Linked DNA regions of Rattus norvegicus: regions 2 and 3 are each linked to region 1. A link is a contact called in public Hi-C data. All regions are on one chromosome and are shown on one strand. Each heading gives the region's core, a stretch centred on a gene start, on an enhancer-like site or on the middle of the called end of the contact. The rest is flanking DNA. Distances are from core to core; before and after follow the strand shown.

Region 1 (4,981 bases), core at 1,277-3,776:
TTCAGCCTTCAACCCTTCTGATGAATCCTGTACCTTCTCTCACAGACCAGATTCCAACAGTTCCAGGCCCAGTCCCCACTGGAGACTGGTCTGGTTTGTCCCCCTATCAATACATACTTTCTCAGCCCACTTGGAAAAGTATGAATTCTGCTGTCGTTCTTTGGCAAGCATCCATCCACTACCTCATGCACACACAAATAGATGTGTGTGTGTGTGTGTGTGTGTGTGTGTGTGTGTGTGTGTATTTACTCCATAGTGTGGGAAGTAAAAGACAATACTAGTAACTAAGATTGGAATAAAGAGTCTCGATTCACCTCAGCGAGGCTACAGAGCACTGACACTGCTAATCCTAGTGAATGTATTGTTGTTCAGTGAAATTCTGACACTGTGGAAAGACACACGTTTGTCTGTGTTTCTGCCATAGGGTTCTCACAGCAGTGGCTTTTATGTATTTATTTTTATTGGTATTGGAACTTCCTCACCTTGATATAATGAACGGGTATCACTCCCAATGTTAAGAAACCTCTTCAATTGTAAATTATATATAATGATCCCAGCAACAACCTCCCAGGAAAACCTTTCGCCCCAGCCCTCACTTCTGTCTTCTCGCCTCTCATTTCTCATTCCTTATAATATCTGGACACTGCTAGAAGCCTACCATCATACAACAAGGAGTTTGAGATGACGGGAGTGAGAAAATGGATTCCCAGAAAATGACTCTTCTCCTCCTGGCCCAGACAGGACAGGGTGTGAGTTACTGGAGGAGTTGGGTGATTAAAAAAACTTTCCCTGTGGCTAGAATGTTTGTTTAGAAAGCAAGGAGAATTATCAGATAAACCCCTTAACCTGCTTGTGACTCTTGTAATGTAAACGGTACAAGCAATAAAGTGGCCAGCTGACGGCCTCTTACAGGACCGATCAAGCCAAGTGATTCCTTTTATATTCATTTACACAAGAAAGCAAACCTTTCTTTCCCAGTTCCTGACACACACTGCCTCAGCACAGCCTGTCAATTGTTTATTGGGTTGAGGAGAATGCCAGGGGTGGGAGGTGCCAGCCTCAGTCTCTGTTTTCCCTGGAAGCTTCTTAGGAAGCCATCTCAGCTTTTAAATGTGGCAAAACTCCTGTTGGGATTTACATAGAAGGAAGAATTGATTCTCTCTGGGTCATAAGAATTTCTGTATCTCCTCATTATTATTCCAAAAATGATTTTGCCTTCTCTTTACCCGGGAGGACTTGACTCAAACTGTATTTAATTTTTAAGTGGGCATACAGAATAATGCAAAACAAAACAAGTGCTTTACAGCAAGAACAAAAGCGCACAGACCCACAGACCCAATACCCTATCTTATTTGAAATTCCTGGAAGCATTCTAGGAAATGAGGTGGTGAATGTTAGTTGCAGACAAGGAAAGTGGGGGCAAAGGGAGGGAGGGAGGTGTTGGGGGAGGTAGAGAGAGTGGGGAAGGGACGGAAGGAGAGAGAAAGAGACAGAGACAGATAGAGATTTGTTAGGTAATTTTTGAGAGGCAGATACACTTCCAGGATATATTTTTTTTTTCTTGGGGGGGGGGATACTTTTTTTCCTCGCTTTTCATCTCCTTCACACACTGGCCGAGGCAAACAAGGTGAACAGATGTGCTCAAAGAATTAACTCTGGCCCAGGGAACATGGGGAGGAAATATTTCCTTTGAAATAGCCACCTTTAAATTCCATTAGTTCAATCTGATAGAGAGGGATCTGGGCAAGGAAATGATTTAAGCAGCCAGGCTGTTTGTCCAGACACGGAGCCCTTTTGTCATATGAAAAACCTGAAGACAAATTGAATATTTCTCCCATAAACTGGCAAGAGTTTAACATCCTGGCTTGAAGGAGACAACCACATTTGTTTTACTGTTAATAAATTCACCTAAGTAAGGATTTTTCTTTCGCCACTAAGTCCCCTGCCCCCTCCCCACTCGTTCAGAACAGCTCCACAGTCGCCACGTCTGTGTAAAACCAACTCTCCCCACGGAAAAAGCTGCATAACCAGTCAAAGAACAAGGCTGTGGGATTAGCACATTATGAAGAATAAAGAGAGGCCTTCAGCTTGCTGTCATGTGCGATATTTATCACATTCTTCATGACTGGCTCTAATAACAGCACCGAGATAGAACAAGCTTGATGAATTTTACAAGCACAAGTCTAAGGAATCCAGGAGACCAAACCCACTTCACTTGCAGATTTTATTAGTCTTTAAAAAAAAAAGTATGTGTGTGTGTGTGTGTGTGTGTGTGTGTGTGTGTAGGGGTGGGGGGCCTATTGCTACAAAAGTAGGCTTGGATTTTGTCTGTTATGCTAATGTATTCATAGAAGAAGCTGGTGCTGAAGGCGGGTCTCCAATTAAGACAAATGAGTCACATTGAATTTCTCCCCCAGGGCACAGCAGGGGTGCTGGCAAAATCTACTTTATTCTTTGCTGTCAGGACTGAACTCGAAACAAAAGCATGAAAATTCAACACATCCACTTACAGAATAATAAAGGCTGTTGTTTAAAGCGTGAAGAGTTTTGGCACCCTTCTGGGGCCGGCTGCAGATCGTTCTTCCTCTCTATGGCTAGCACGCCATCGCTCTTGGAAATTAAAGATGTACTTGGTCGGTTAACAGCTGAGAGGAAAGCAGCCTGAAACTCAATTAGATTTTGTATTAAGCAAATAAATCAGGACTGACTGATATTGGCTAAACGAAAATGCATTACGGGCTGACAGTAATTCTAATTTGATTGACAAATATACGTGTTGTGTTATTAAGCTAAATGAATGATAAGAATCCTTTTCTTTTTTTTTTTAAGTTTGAGAATTTTGTTCTAGCAAACAATTCTTCTCTTTGAACTTGGGAGGAACAGAAAACAGACCCCATCTACCACTTGGTATTGCTTCTCTTCTGCCCTGGAACACAAGGAATCTGTTTTCTGTTCCTGGCAAAGAGTTGGAGACAAAATGAGTTTGCTGAAAGTCATTTGTTTTCATCCAGCTAGAGTTAGGGCAAGGTAACTTACTAATCGGCACACTATTTGCCTGCCGGAATGGAGCACAGCCAAGACACCTTTTATTAGTCACTTGGAAAGCAGGGAGCTGCACAGGCCTCCTTGTGTCTTCAGGGCTCTGAGGCACACAGAGCTTTTCTGCATGAGAGCACTTTGAGGTTCAAGTTTAAGAATGAAGATTTCAACCAAATTTTCTAAAGCCTTGTGGCAGGTGTGTGTGTGTGTGTGTGTGCGTGTGTGTGTGTGTGTGTGTGTGTGTGTGTGTGTGTGTGTTTGTGTTTGAGAGAGAGAGAGAGACAGAGACATGCAGAGACACACAGAGAGAAAGAGACAGAGTAGGATTTATAAAGACAGGGTGGGGTGTGTAAAGACAGGGTGAGGTATGTAAAGACAGGGTGGTGTGTGTGTGTGTGTGTGTGTGTGTGTGTGTGCTTGTGTGTGTGAGAGAGAGAAAGACAGACACAGAGAGACAGAGAGAGAAATGATGGTGTGTGTATGTGTGTGTGTGTTTGTGTGTGTGTGTGTGTGTGCATGTGCACATGTGTATGTGTATGTTTAAACTACTACTTCAAAGTGCAAAGGTGCTATTGTGTAGTGGATAAGCAAGAGTAGAGTTTGGAGAGTTTGTTATGTTATATAATGTATTTTTTTTTCTTTGTTGTTAACATTTCCAACCTAATATGGAGAACAGGAGAGGGAATCTGGTCAGGCAGTTCAGGGCAGGGATGTTGAAGGCAGCAGATCTGCCTCTCCTCTTGTTTTTGTTAGACGTTGGAAATATTCTTGGTTCTGTCCTGCCCAGAGAGACTGCACTACCTACTCTGGCTTCTTGCCCCCTTCCTTTTCTTTTCTCACCACCCAGAGCTGCTCCCCTGCACGAAAGATATAGCAGAGGCATCACTGCACCCAAGAAGTCAGCAGAGCCCTTATGGATAGGCTGACTAGACTGACTCAGCTCTCTGTGCCTCAGCCCAGATTCTGCCTTAAGCCCTTTAGAAAGTCCAGAATCAGACAGTTAGATGGCAACCCTTCTATCGGGCCCGCCCTTGCTATGCAGGAGCTCTGTTTTGCTTGATTTCTCTTAAGCTCTCTTCTGTAGATTTATAATAATTTTCCCTCTTTGTCTGTGAAACTCATCCTTTGGGTTCAAGGGACAAGGAACTCAGAAGTCACTGGTCTTAATGACTTGAGTAGCTGTTGATGTCTGGAACCTTAGTTCCCAGAGTGATGTTCCCCTGAGAGAAAGCTTCCATCACTCTTATTAAGGAACCTCTAATTTGTCTGTATCACTTACAGACCTGTGCGTCATCACATTCAGCACAGTGATAGACTCCTAAACACCAACCTTTCCTTTGTAATATTTTCCATTCTCTTCATCTTTTCCTTTTACCTACCAGATTAATGGTTCGTCATTTCCTTCCTTCCTTCCTTCCTTCCTTCCTTCCTTCCTTCCTTCCTTCCTCCCTTCCTCCCTTCCTCCTCCTTCCTTCCTTCCACCCTTCCTATCTTCCTTCCTTCCTTTTTTCTTTCTTTCTCCCTGCCTTCCTTTCTTCCTTCTTTTCTTCCTTTCTTCCCTCTCCTCCTCATCATTCTCCTCTCGCTCTCTGTGTCCATGGTGTACACATGTTTGTGTAGGTATTGTTCCGGTTGTGTGTGTATGAGCATGTACAAGTCAATGTCCAGGATCTTCCTCTGCTATCTTGTCATGAGCCAGGATCTCTCAGTGACCAGAGAGTTCATTGTTTCAGTTTTAGTCTGACTAGTCAGCCAGTCCTGGGAAAACTGTCTCACTGTCTCCTCCCAGCACAGTGCTGCTGTGTCAAGTTTTTATGTGAGCGCTGGTAACCCAGACTCAGGTTCTCACACATGCACAGCCAGCAGTTTACCACAGAAGCCGTCTGCCCAGATGTTCACCATTACCTTCCAATGGTCGTCCCATTCCCACTGCCCCCTACAT
Region 2 (4,981 bases), core at 804-3,303, 420 kb after region 1:
CTACTGTAGATTCATTTTTGGAGTTTGGTAAGACTTGGGATCTGGTAGGTCTGAAGGAACTCCAATTTAAAATGAATGGAGACAGATAAAATTCTTACATAAACACATAAATTAGAATTTTCTTTGAAAATGTCACAAAAATCATCTTAGTCGCCAAGTGATTACTCCATAGCAACTGACAGGTTGATTATTTCTCAACTCAGCTATAGAAATATAAATAAATTTGAACTTATTAATAAAAACCTTAAAGGCTCTGGAACCACACTGTATTTTTCCCCTTTTACCCACATTCCCAGAATCAAAGGAAATGGTGTTATTTTTAAAATCTGAAAAAGGTATCTAGAAAGTCTTGGGAATCTGTGTGGATATGGGGCCCATGTCACATCCATCTACAAGTCCATAGTTGAGCATTCACCAACATGATACTGAAGTCGTCGTGAGCTATGGGACTTGCACCAGTCATGTGCTACCCTTCCTGCTGCCTGCTAATCATTAGAAATGACTGTCAGAGCCATGTTGTCGAAAAGAGTAAACGTGTGTTCAACTGAAGTGTAGCCACAGCCTTTTGTAGGTCAAGGTTGATGAGTTAGATAGGGTATATTGACTAGCCCAAGATGTTCTCCATGTGAGGAAGCATAGAATATGCCAGGAAGAAGTTACCTCTGTTCTCCACCAGTACCTCTTCCTACTGGCCACTGGAGAACTGTGAAATAAACAGAGGTGGTCGTCTCCTGAATCAGGCCAATAAGACAGCGATACCGGTGATTAACAGAGGCCATTACCTGTGAGAACTCTTTGGTCAATCCCCTTTGCTGATGGCTTTGCATCGCCTGTTCTTCAGTCTTAATGCCTCTGCAAAAGTAACCATTACCTTTTTGTCAATGCCATCTACATGAGGATAGAAAGGGTCTTAATCAGCTCAAGATTTCCAAACCAATCAGGGGTAGCGTCAGAGCCCAAACCTAGAACCAACTGCGAAGCTTTTGCCCTAGGCCGAAGCTCTCCATTTGCCAGGGCTATGACTGCCAGGCAGGGAATAGAGGTGGTTATAGAGCAGGGAGACTAATTCATCACCCTTTGCCTCGCCAGTTTTCTTTGAGTTTTACAGAAGACTTTTTTTGAGGTAAGCTGGTTATCACCTGCCCAAACACCAGCAGTTTACAATTATTTCTTTATTAAGAAAGTGTTCAGTGTGCAAGTGGTCTCCCTCTGAAAGATGCCAAGGAGAGGCCTTCTCAGGTTTTTGGCAGAGATAGATCTAAACACATGGAAACGAGTTTAAACACTATCATTTATGCATAATTCTTTCTTGGCACCCTTTCATTCTTGACACAGACTTGAAGCCAGAAAACACTTAGTCCTACTTTTCTTACTTGAGAAATAAGCCAGCCTTAAGTGGATCTAATTCCTTCCCAGAAGAGAAACAGCCTTGTCAGGACTTGGTTGTGTATTCTGTGTCGGAAACGCGAAGGATCAAGGATCCCGTTTGCACGCAGCTGCAACAACTCCTCCATGAGCTGGGGCTCAGCCAGAGCTCTGCACCCACGGAGATCTGGAGTCTGGAGTGATGAACAGGCAGATGTTTGTGGCGAGGGTCACAGGCACAATAAATGGCCATCTCTTCACCAGAGTCAGGCAGAGCCTACACACATCATTCATCTAACTGGTTCTATGTTAAACATCACAAAATGAGCACAAAATGACGTGCCGTCCTAATGGAAAGGAAGGGGAGGGGGCGGAGGCCATTTCAGGAAACACAAGAGAGTAAGTAGCTGTAAGACCTTCGAAAAGTCCTGCTCTGGCTGATTTACTGCCAGGAAGCCCTCTTGCTGCAAATAGTTCATAAAGCCTGTGACCTGAGCACTTGCCCACGGGACCACAATAACATTTATCTAGCATAAATTAATGTGTTTCAGCCACTAATTCAATTTGGCTGTCTCATTCTTTTGGCTTTGGCAAAGCTCAGCCTGTGACTCACACGAATGGCTGTGTTTGCTAAGGAGTCACACACCACTAGGAACAAAGAGTGCTATTAGTCGAGTAGCCATAAAAATATACCTCCGGAGCACATTTGAAACTGTGCTAATTGAAACTTCCTCTTTAGAGGAGGCTGATCAGAGCCAGCTGTAGGAGTCAAACAAGAACAGATTTCACCATCGCATTAAAAGCCTAGCGAATTCAGCAAGAGCAGGCTCCGAGAGAAGAGGCATTCCAGGCCGAACAAATGCTCTAATTGGCTCCTGACACTCAGCCGAAGAGTGCTGGTGACCTCAGTCTGGAGAGCTCGGGAAAGAAAACTTCTCCGTGAGTAATATCAGAAAAAATGAACCCTGGAGTGCAGTTCTCAGGGCATGTTCAAGGACCATGTGTGAGAAACCACAAACACAGCACGGACTCAGCGAAGAAGGAAAACTTGGTTCTGGAACAACCTACTCGACTTTGGTAAACTAGCCTTTTGATGACATCCCATTAGTATTAAGAACAAAACCAAAGGATCAAATTCACAGGGAAGAAAACAAGCAAGATCCAAAGAAGAAACCAATCCCTGGAAACCTACCAAGGAAACACAGGCAACATTTAAACATCAAGAGTACTGTTTCCTCCTCCTTGCCCAGTTCACAGTGGGCTCTGCCAAGACACCAGGGCTGGGTTCTACAAATGTTCTACAAATCTGTGGGCTTGCAAAAGAGATGGGGTGGACATAGGTTTTGTTTGTTTTATTTGAGAGAGGTTTACCCATATGTAGAGAAGTAGGCTTTGATGGATAAATGTAAATAATATAAACCACCTAGCAAATATGTGAATTTTATTTAATTTAGGCGAGTGGGTACCTGGAAGTGTTACAAACAAGTTTTGCTTTATGAAACCTTTAGGTAATATATAGATTATGAAAGATTACAGGTCTTTTCCATTTATTTACTTATCAATTTAATGGCATGTCTCATTTTGTAACAGACTCCCCTTGCTTCCTGGAGATACAGGATGGGTGAGGCTATTTTTGTTGAAATAGAAAGAATCATTGTGTTTTATGCTGCAAAGGGCCAAGAGTAACTGAATGCCATGTGAATTACAGTGATTACTCTGGAGGATACAATTACATCTTTCTGAAAAACCAAGAAAGTTAAAAATTTGCTACATTTATGGAATGTGGCAAAAAGCTAAGCTCTTCTTGTGGGTTCTTTTCCCTCTTACTTTTAATAAAAATAAACTAATTCTTCAGGCTTAGAAATATAAAATAAAGCACCGACACAAAAGAAAAGATACATAGAACATCATATAATTCCACCTCTGTTGTATTTTTTTATGCTTGAAAATGGCATCCAGAGTTTAACTGGCTGACACAGTATAGACCATCATGCTTGTGACATACATGAGATTCTGAACTTCTAAGGACATCAAATGTTCCTGTTATCCGACTCCTCCCGCAGGGTCACTCTCTCTGCAGTGTGATTCACATTCCATTGCTCTGTTCCTGGATTCCCTGTATCTTGTTTGTCCAATTGCTGTAGCTGCAGGAATGGCTTCCACTTACTGGCAAAAGGGATTGAGGAGTTTGGAAGTTGCTAGGCTTTTAAAACCTTATTTTCTTTCATCTTTCTTTACTCGTGACTCAGAAAATTGTGCATACTAACAAAGTTATGCAGCTGTTCCAAAGAGTGAGGGCTCAGTGCTGTCTTCTCCATCATCCCATGTCCCATGACTTTTGACTGCAGCTAAAAAGGCATGGTTTACTCAAGCTCACCAGGAATGCATCAGTTGGCTGCTTCCATTGGTGGTACCCATTCAGGAACAAACCCCAAAATATAGTGAATCAGACCTCAGCAGACAAAGACTGATGACTCCAAGAATCATGTCAGGATCTAAGCGTGATTTCTCCAAGTCAAGGAAAAATCCGAGTCACGAGCTATTATAAAGGACAAGCCCTAAGAGCCAACTCTTTATTATAGGATAAAAATTCTAACATTCTTCCTGAAGGACACGAAAAAATACTACACAGGGACTGTCATATCAAGGTATCAAATAAATAGCAGACTCGTAAGTTGACGGGCTGTAAGAAGTAAAATGTCAGAGTAGAATACTGTGTGGTAGGTCTTGCTGATAAAGTCAAGTGCAGCCTCCTGTTTCCTCAGCCAAGCACAGGTAATTGCATTTCTCACACTCCCTGTGGGTGTGTGGTAGACGAAGGAATGGTCAAGATTGCAGAAAGGGGTAAATGGATAAGATCAGATTTTTAAAAAGTAAATGACACAAAATAAAAACAGAAAAATCATATAAAACCATGCCTCCTATTCTTGCCATAGGCATCTCTTTTCCTTCCTGTTAATTGGATGTGAGGATATAGGTTTTGGGGTTTTCCTTGTTGTTTTGTTTTGTTTTTTGTGCTCTTAGGAAATGAGAACAGCAGAATTGCCACATGTTCTCACAATGATAACGATAGGAAATGTGGACAATTTTTATTATAACGTGTGTTTTATATGTTCAGAGACGCCCAATAGCCAATAAAACATGATAAAGATTACTAAGAAAAAAGATTCAAGAAAAGACAGCAACTGCCATGTAGATGTACCGTGTTGCATATGGAGGTGGGTACTGTGGGGGTGGTTTCTTGAGAGAGCTGTCAATTCCAGGGGAGGGCTAGTGAGCAGTATCAAAGGTGAATGAGACTCTGTGTGAGCAGTCTGCAAAACTCTAGATACAGCACTGAAAGTCTAAGGGCTACTAAGGGTCAGGAGACCCATGTACATGTACACTGAGCTAGGACACTAAAGCCAGACTTGGACATAGACCTTGTGTTCAGGGACTGACAACAACATCTATTCCCTTCGATCCCTTCTTGGTGACTGCAGTTACTTTCAATTGCTAGTGCCACCAGTTTTCAGCAAACATCATCTGCAAAGAGTCCATTTTATTGAGAGTTCATTGGGCAACTTACCTTCTGGTTAAGCTTATTGAGATAAACTTCACACTCAGCTAAATTCTT
Region 3 (4,981 bases), core at 1,020-3,519, 300 kb before region 1:
TGGTGTAGCCTGGACCACAGTGGTTGTGAGGGAGGGCAGTCCAGGTATGGTCCCCGTGGTGGTGGATGTGAAGGCTGCTGTCGGTATAGCAATCAGCTGTGGAGGCGTAGGGGCGGGGGCGGGGGCAATGGGTCGGGCACTTTTCAGTTTAGAGAGGTTTTTATCCATTTTGCAATTGTTTGCTTTTTTGCCCTTTTCTTTATCCCCCAAACTTTTCTTGTCAATCAGTCCTTCCGCTTCCAGTTTGGGCATTTCCGCAGCTAGACTGCCGTCTGCTGCTGAACAAATGTCTACGGTGGCTGTCATGTTGGAGATGACCGGAAGGTTGCTCAGTTCATTGTTAAGGCCCCTCTTCTTGCCAGAATTCTTCCCAGTTTTTGAACCTATAATAGGACCTGGGCCATTGCTCACATGCTCTCTCTTTCCCTTGGGTGTCCCAGGGGGGTTCCCAGCCCCGGGGGACCCAGGTGCCTTCACCTGGTCATAAGATGACACACTTGTGCTTGGCTCGTTGCAATCAAGGGCCACGTTACTCAAGGCTTCTTCACAGTCTGAGATCTTGTCCTCGCTATCAGGCTCGAACTCTAGCTTGTTTTCTGGGTCTAAGTGCGCATGTGCCTGGTGGTACCTCAGGCCGTTTATGTGCTTGTACTTTTTGTTGCAGTTTGGGTGGGGACAGTCAATTAACACTGGAGAGGAGCAGCCTTGGTCCAAAAAAGTAGTCTCTGGCTTCCCCTGAGGGGTGGTAGGGGTGCTTCTGGAATTCGTGCGCACTCTCTTCCCGGGCTTACTGTCCTCAGAGCTCGAGTTCAGATCCAGCTCCATTGGGGGCTTGTTCTTCCTTTTGTTGGTTGAGGAAGGGCTGGCTTTTACGTCCTCTGCAGCACAGTTTGGGGGTGTTCTTCGTCCGCTGGCGTTGAGGCTGCCACGCCTCCCTTTCCCATTGGCTCCCCCTCTGTTCTTGCTCTGCAGCCCTCTGGACTCTGTGAAGCTGACCTCGGCACCGGGGGCAGCCGCAGCGGATCTCGCTCTCTTTCCTCTGCCCCGGCCCCCTCGCATCTCCAGGTCACTTGTCGGTGATTCGCAAAACCTAGAGAAGCAAGTAACGGGTGTCATAATGAGCATCTCCGAAAGAGACAGGTAGGCTCTCAGGGAACAAGGTAGCAAAGAGCACCCATTGCCTTGGCAGCTTGATGGTGAGGTGCAGTCAAGGGAAGGACAGTCTCTGTTTGTACTGATACAACAGCCCACCTTGAGAATTATATTCACCCACAGAGAATCAAAGGAAAGCAGCTCAAAGAGCTGGCTTTCAATCAGTTCAAATTCCCATTTAAAAGGAAAAAAAAAAAGGAGAAGAAGAAAACAAAGGAGAGAGGGAAGTGAGAGGATGAGAGATCTGATAGAAAAGAGAGCTAGCATCTGGGTTTTACTGGCTCAGGGCTGAATGGCTCATTTCTCCTTTGCCTGGTTTCAATTACAGGAAGAGTTTTATATATTATTAATTTCTTTCTATGGTTTCCATGCAGAAACGGGAAGGGAGGAGCAGAGGAAGGAGCAAGGAAAAAAGGCACCTACCTGGGAGGGGCCCAGTCATGCTTGGTGCAGTCTAGGAGGGTCCCCACGTACGTTTTGTTCCTCCACGTGACATTGACCACTAGGACACCTGGAGGGGAGAGCGGAGGAGGGTCAATGGGGTCACATTTATCACTTATTACTTGATTTCCACTTCATTCATTGATATTATTTTTACCAGCCAAGTTCTATTCTCACTTGGCTTTCAAAAGCTGCGGTTTGCAACCTTCCTCTTTCTGGTTTCAGTGACCTCAAGTTAAAACCCACAGGAAATATGCCCCTCCCCCTCTGTGTGTGTGTGTTTGTGCGTGCGTGCACGCTCGCGCACGCACGCTCAGGAGTGTGGGGCAAAGGGTGAGAGTGTGTGAGGGTGTGATCAAGATATTGCTGACAGAAGGAAATGGTTTTTGCCTTGTCCTGCTGTAAAACAGTAACATTCACCTCTTAATTTTTCTATTATTACACATAATTGCTTTCGTTTGGCAGGCAGCCAACATAAACTAAGCCCGAGTTACCAGTGCTTAAGCCAGAGGATGACTAAAAGGAATCTGGTTTCCAATTCAATCATATAAAACAATGCTAACTTTTTTTTATTAAGAGGGAAAAAAAGCCTTGCAGATACGTAAAAATAGGCACGGAGGAATGAGTGGGGCCTTGGGGCAGCTGGGATTTCTTCTTGACCCGCCCCTCCTTGCCTGTGTGAGACAATAATCAACCTCAGAGAGGGCTCTGTGTCAATGCTTGGTCTCGTCTCAGAGGCTCTTAAAATAGCTCTCTTAAGAAAATAAATGTGCACAATACATCTGCTCTTGGGGTTATCTTCAGTCAACTTTGGTAAGCATTTGCTACAGAGGATTAGAGAACTCAAAAAAAAAAAAATCAACACACGTGTTTCCTTCCAGCTACCCTGCTTTTTCCTCTGCTGCTCTGCAGACAGACACTTTAATTGAGAGCTGCATCTGTGAATTACTAAACTTAAGTGCGCTTAGTATGCCAAATGTCACTGGGAAACAACATCTAACACGAGGCTGGTTCTCTTGGGGAAAAGTGCCATTTAAAACAAAACAAAACAAAACAAAAAAAATCACATCCTTCAAGCATATTTGTAAAGAAACTATGTTCGGAGACGTACAAAAGAGTAGGGTAAATAAATGAAACATTTTTAAGGGAGCCTTTGTTTCTTTTAGTGCCTACACTTCCGCCCTCGGAGACCGTTCCTCCAAGTCTTTCCTGGGAGGCTTGCTCTCTTATAACTATCTGCCATTTTAGGAACCACATAAAGCTACGGGACTCTCTTTACTGGGGAATCTTTAAATAGAAGATAAAATATCTGAATGATCAGGGCTCAACTACTGGATAATGGAAAATTTTCTCCCCAAAATCTCAAAAGGAGATTCTTAAATTGTTTTCCATATGGTCGGGATTGTATTAGTTATATAGCAGCTAAATTTATTCACTATAAATTCCACCTACTATTGTAGCAATAGCCTAGCTGGGGGTGGGGAGGGGAGCTAGGAAGAATCGCCTCAAATCATGCTTGATTCCTTTGTGATTCTCCCATAGGGGGTGGGGGTGGAGTTTAACCATTGAGTATGGAAAAAAAAATCCCACTGCAATGAGAATCAATGGTAATTAGGCATTCGGTCAAAAACTGCACAAGACAGAACAATCGGAAAGGAGTCTTTATGAGCACGTCCCTTCAGGAAAGAGGGGTGGGGCATGGAAGAGAGGGGCAGACTGGGCTGGCTTTCTCATCATCTGCTCTCTGGGGCACTGTGTGTGGTGTCAGAGACCTCTGCAGCTGCTTAAAATTCTTTAGCATGTCAGCTATATTTACAGTGCAGGAATGTATCTGTATTGCCAGAAGGTTACTGCATTTTAGCTTCAGAGGCAATAGGCTGAAATCACTCCGTTCCAGAGTCCCTGATGTAGCACAAATGTATAATTAAAATTGCTTGAAAGGAAACATGAAAGAAACAACAAACCCTCCATTCTTGCAGTAATAAAATTAAAAACAGGAAAAGTCTGCACAGACACTTAACATTTGTCTGCAGTGAAAGGCTTTTGTTACTGCTTTTCCCCAAAGGGTTTCGCGTTTCCAGCAAATGCGGGCTGCCGATTGGCCCGTGCCTGCAGCGAACGCTTGCGTCTGATTGGCTGGCCTGATGCAGCCCGAACACAGGAAGACAAGGCAAGGAGAAAGGGCTGGGCAAGGGGAAGGATGCTCCCCATGGCGGGGAAGCAGAAGCGTTGCCAGAGCCCCTCACCAAAGCCCTGGAAGCTGGAAGCAGGCTCCCCATCCCCGCCCCCACAATGATCCCTACCATACAGCCAAGAGGCCAAGCACGCAGTACCCAAATCTGCGGCCTCAAGCCAGGCGAGGGTAATTGGGCCAGAGAAAAGGAAGGGACCTAACAACACAGGCCATCAATCAGTGGTTATCTTGGGCCGCAGGTTGAAACGGTCACAAAGGATGAACTGCAGTTGCAACTTCCTCATGAAAACAGTTCACACCTGCTACTGCCTAGAAGCCACGTGGGCCACGTTGTTGTCTGTACCAAGAGTAGTACAATTCTGTAAAGAAAAGCCTACTTTGAACTCCAGGAAGCCTAAGTAAGTCACCCTAGGTTTTTTCCCCCCTTAAAAGCAGTCTGAATTTAAAATGCTCAAAACAAATGCTCCACTCCCAGGGAGAGTTGTTGTTCAAATAGTCTTCTCAAGCAGTGCTAATTAGATTCATGGGCCTGTGGTGTACAAGGCTCTTCACGGTGCCACCATAGACAGTTGTGGCTCTGTGTTGGAGGAGAGGTTAAACAATGTTCCTCTAGGAACTGCAATGCACTGCTGTTATTGTTGTTGTTTTGGGTCTCTGTTGGCGTCGTTTTGTTTTGGGGGGGATAGGAGACCTACATTTAGAAAACATGCCATTCTGAAGGTCCAAATAAGAGGTTTAACTCTGAAATGTGGAAAATGATGGCGATGATGGCACAGACATTTATTTCTAGGGAGAGAAAAATGGATCTTTGTGAGCTGGAAGCTAGCCTGGTCTACATAGCAAGTTGCCAGCCTGATCTACATACCAAGTTCCAAGCCAGTTAGGGCTGCATCGTGAGACCCTCTCTCAATCAATAAGTCAAGCATATATATTATTTTGGTGAAATTACAAATTTCAGACGTTTTGTAACCTAAGCCCATACAGAGCATATAACTCACTAAAGGCACAGTGAGTGATAAAGATCCAATGAGAGTTAGGGCTCAGAAAAGTACAGGTGTGGAGTTTATAACCCCGGGCTTAAAGTTATGTTTCTCTCTAAACAAATTACACTGGCACATGCATTAGCTCCCCAAAGATTTGCCTTTCTAAGCACATGTGCTCTCCTGGATGCCCTGCCTGTGAGTTAGGAGGTTG

The links. A called contact is a pair of places that touch in the nucleus more often than the background predicts.
Region 2: a Hi-C map of the A7r5 cell line shows a contact between it and region 1, with 6 times the contacts expected there. The contact joins two enhancer-like sites. A contact is called at or near these places in 2 of 12 Hi-C or Micro-C datasets (the A7r5 cell line and mammary epithelial cells).
Region 3: a Hi-C map of the A7r5 cell line shows a contact between it and region 1, with 2.7 times the contacts expected there. The contact joins two enhancer-like sites. A contact is called at or near these places in 3 of 12 Hi-C or Micro-C datasets (the A7r5 cell line, mammary epithelial cells and psoas muscle).

Annotation. Positions count from the first base shown.
Region 1 is chr18:50,811,940-50,816,920 of GRCr8, forward strand. No RefSeq gene overlaps it. Among named protein-coding and RNA genes, the nearest start is that of Zfp608, 210 kb to the left of the region's middle. Within about 2 kb of position 2,527, at least 37 of the 93 cell types and tissues checked have an H3K27ac peak or open chromatin away from gene starts, as enhancers often do. A contact at or near this core is called in the A7r5 cell line, where this site is marked.
Region 2 is chr18:51,231,603-51,236,583 of GRCr8, forward strand. No RefSeq gene overlaps it. Among named protein-coding and RNA genes, the nearest start is that of Zfp608, 630 kb to the left of the region's middle. Within about 2 kb of position 2,054, at least 68 of the 93 cell types and tissues checked have an H3K27ac peak or open chromatin away from gene starts, as enhancers often do. A contact at or near this core is called in the A7r5 cell line, where this site is marked.
Region 3 is chr18:50,513,537-50,518,517 of GRCr8, forward strand. Zfp608 (zinc finger protein 608) reads right to left here. Exons shown (of 10, transcript NM_001107378.2): 4 at 1,576-1,663; 5 at 1-1,090. Among named protein-coding and RNA genes, the nearest start is that of Rpl15l3, 47 kb to the left of the region's middle. Within about 2 kb of position 2,270, at least 45 of the 93 cell types and tissues checked have an H3K27ac peak or open chromatin away from gene starts, as enhancers often do. A contact at or near this core is called in the A7r5 cell line, where this site is marked.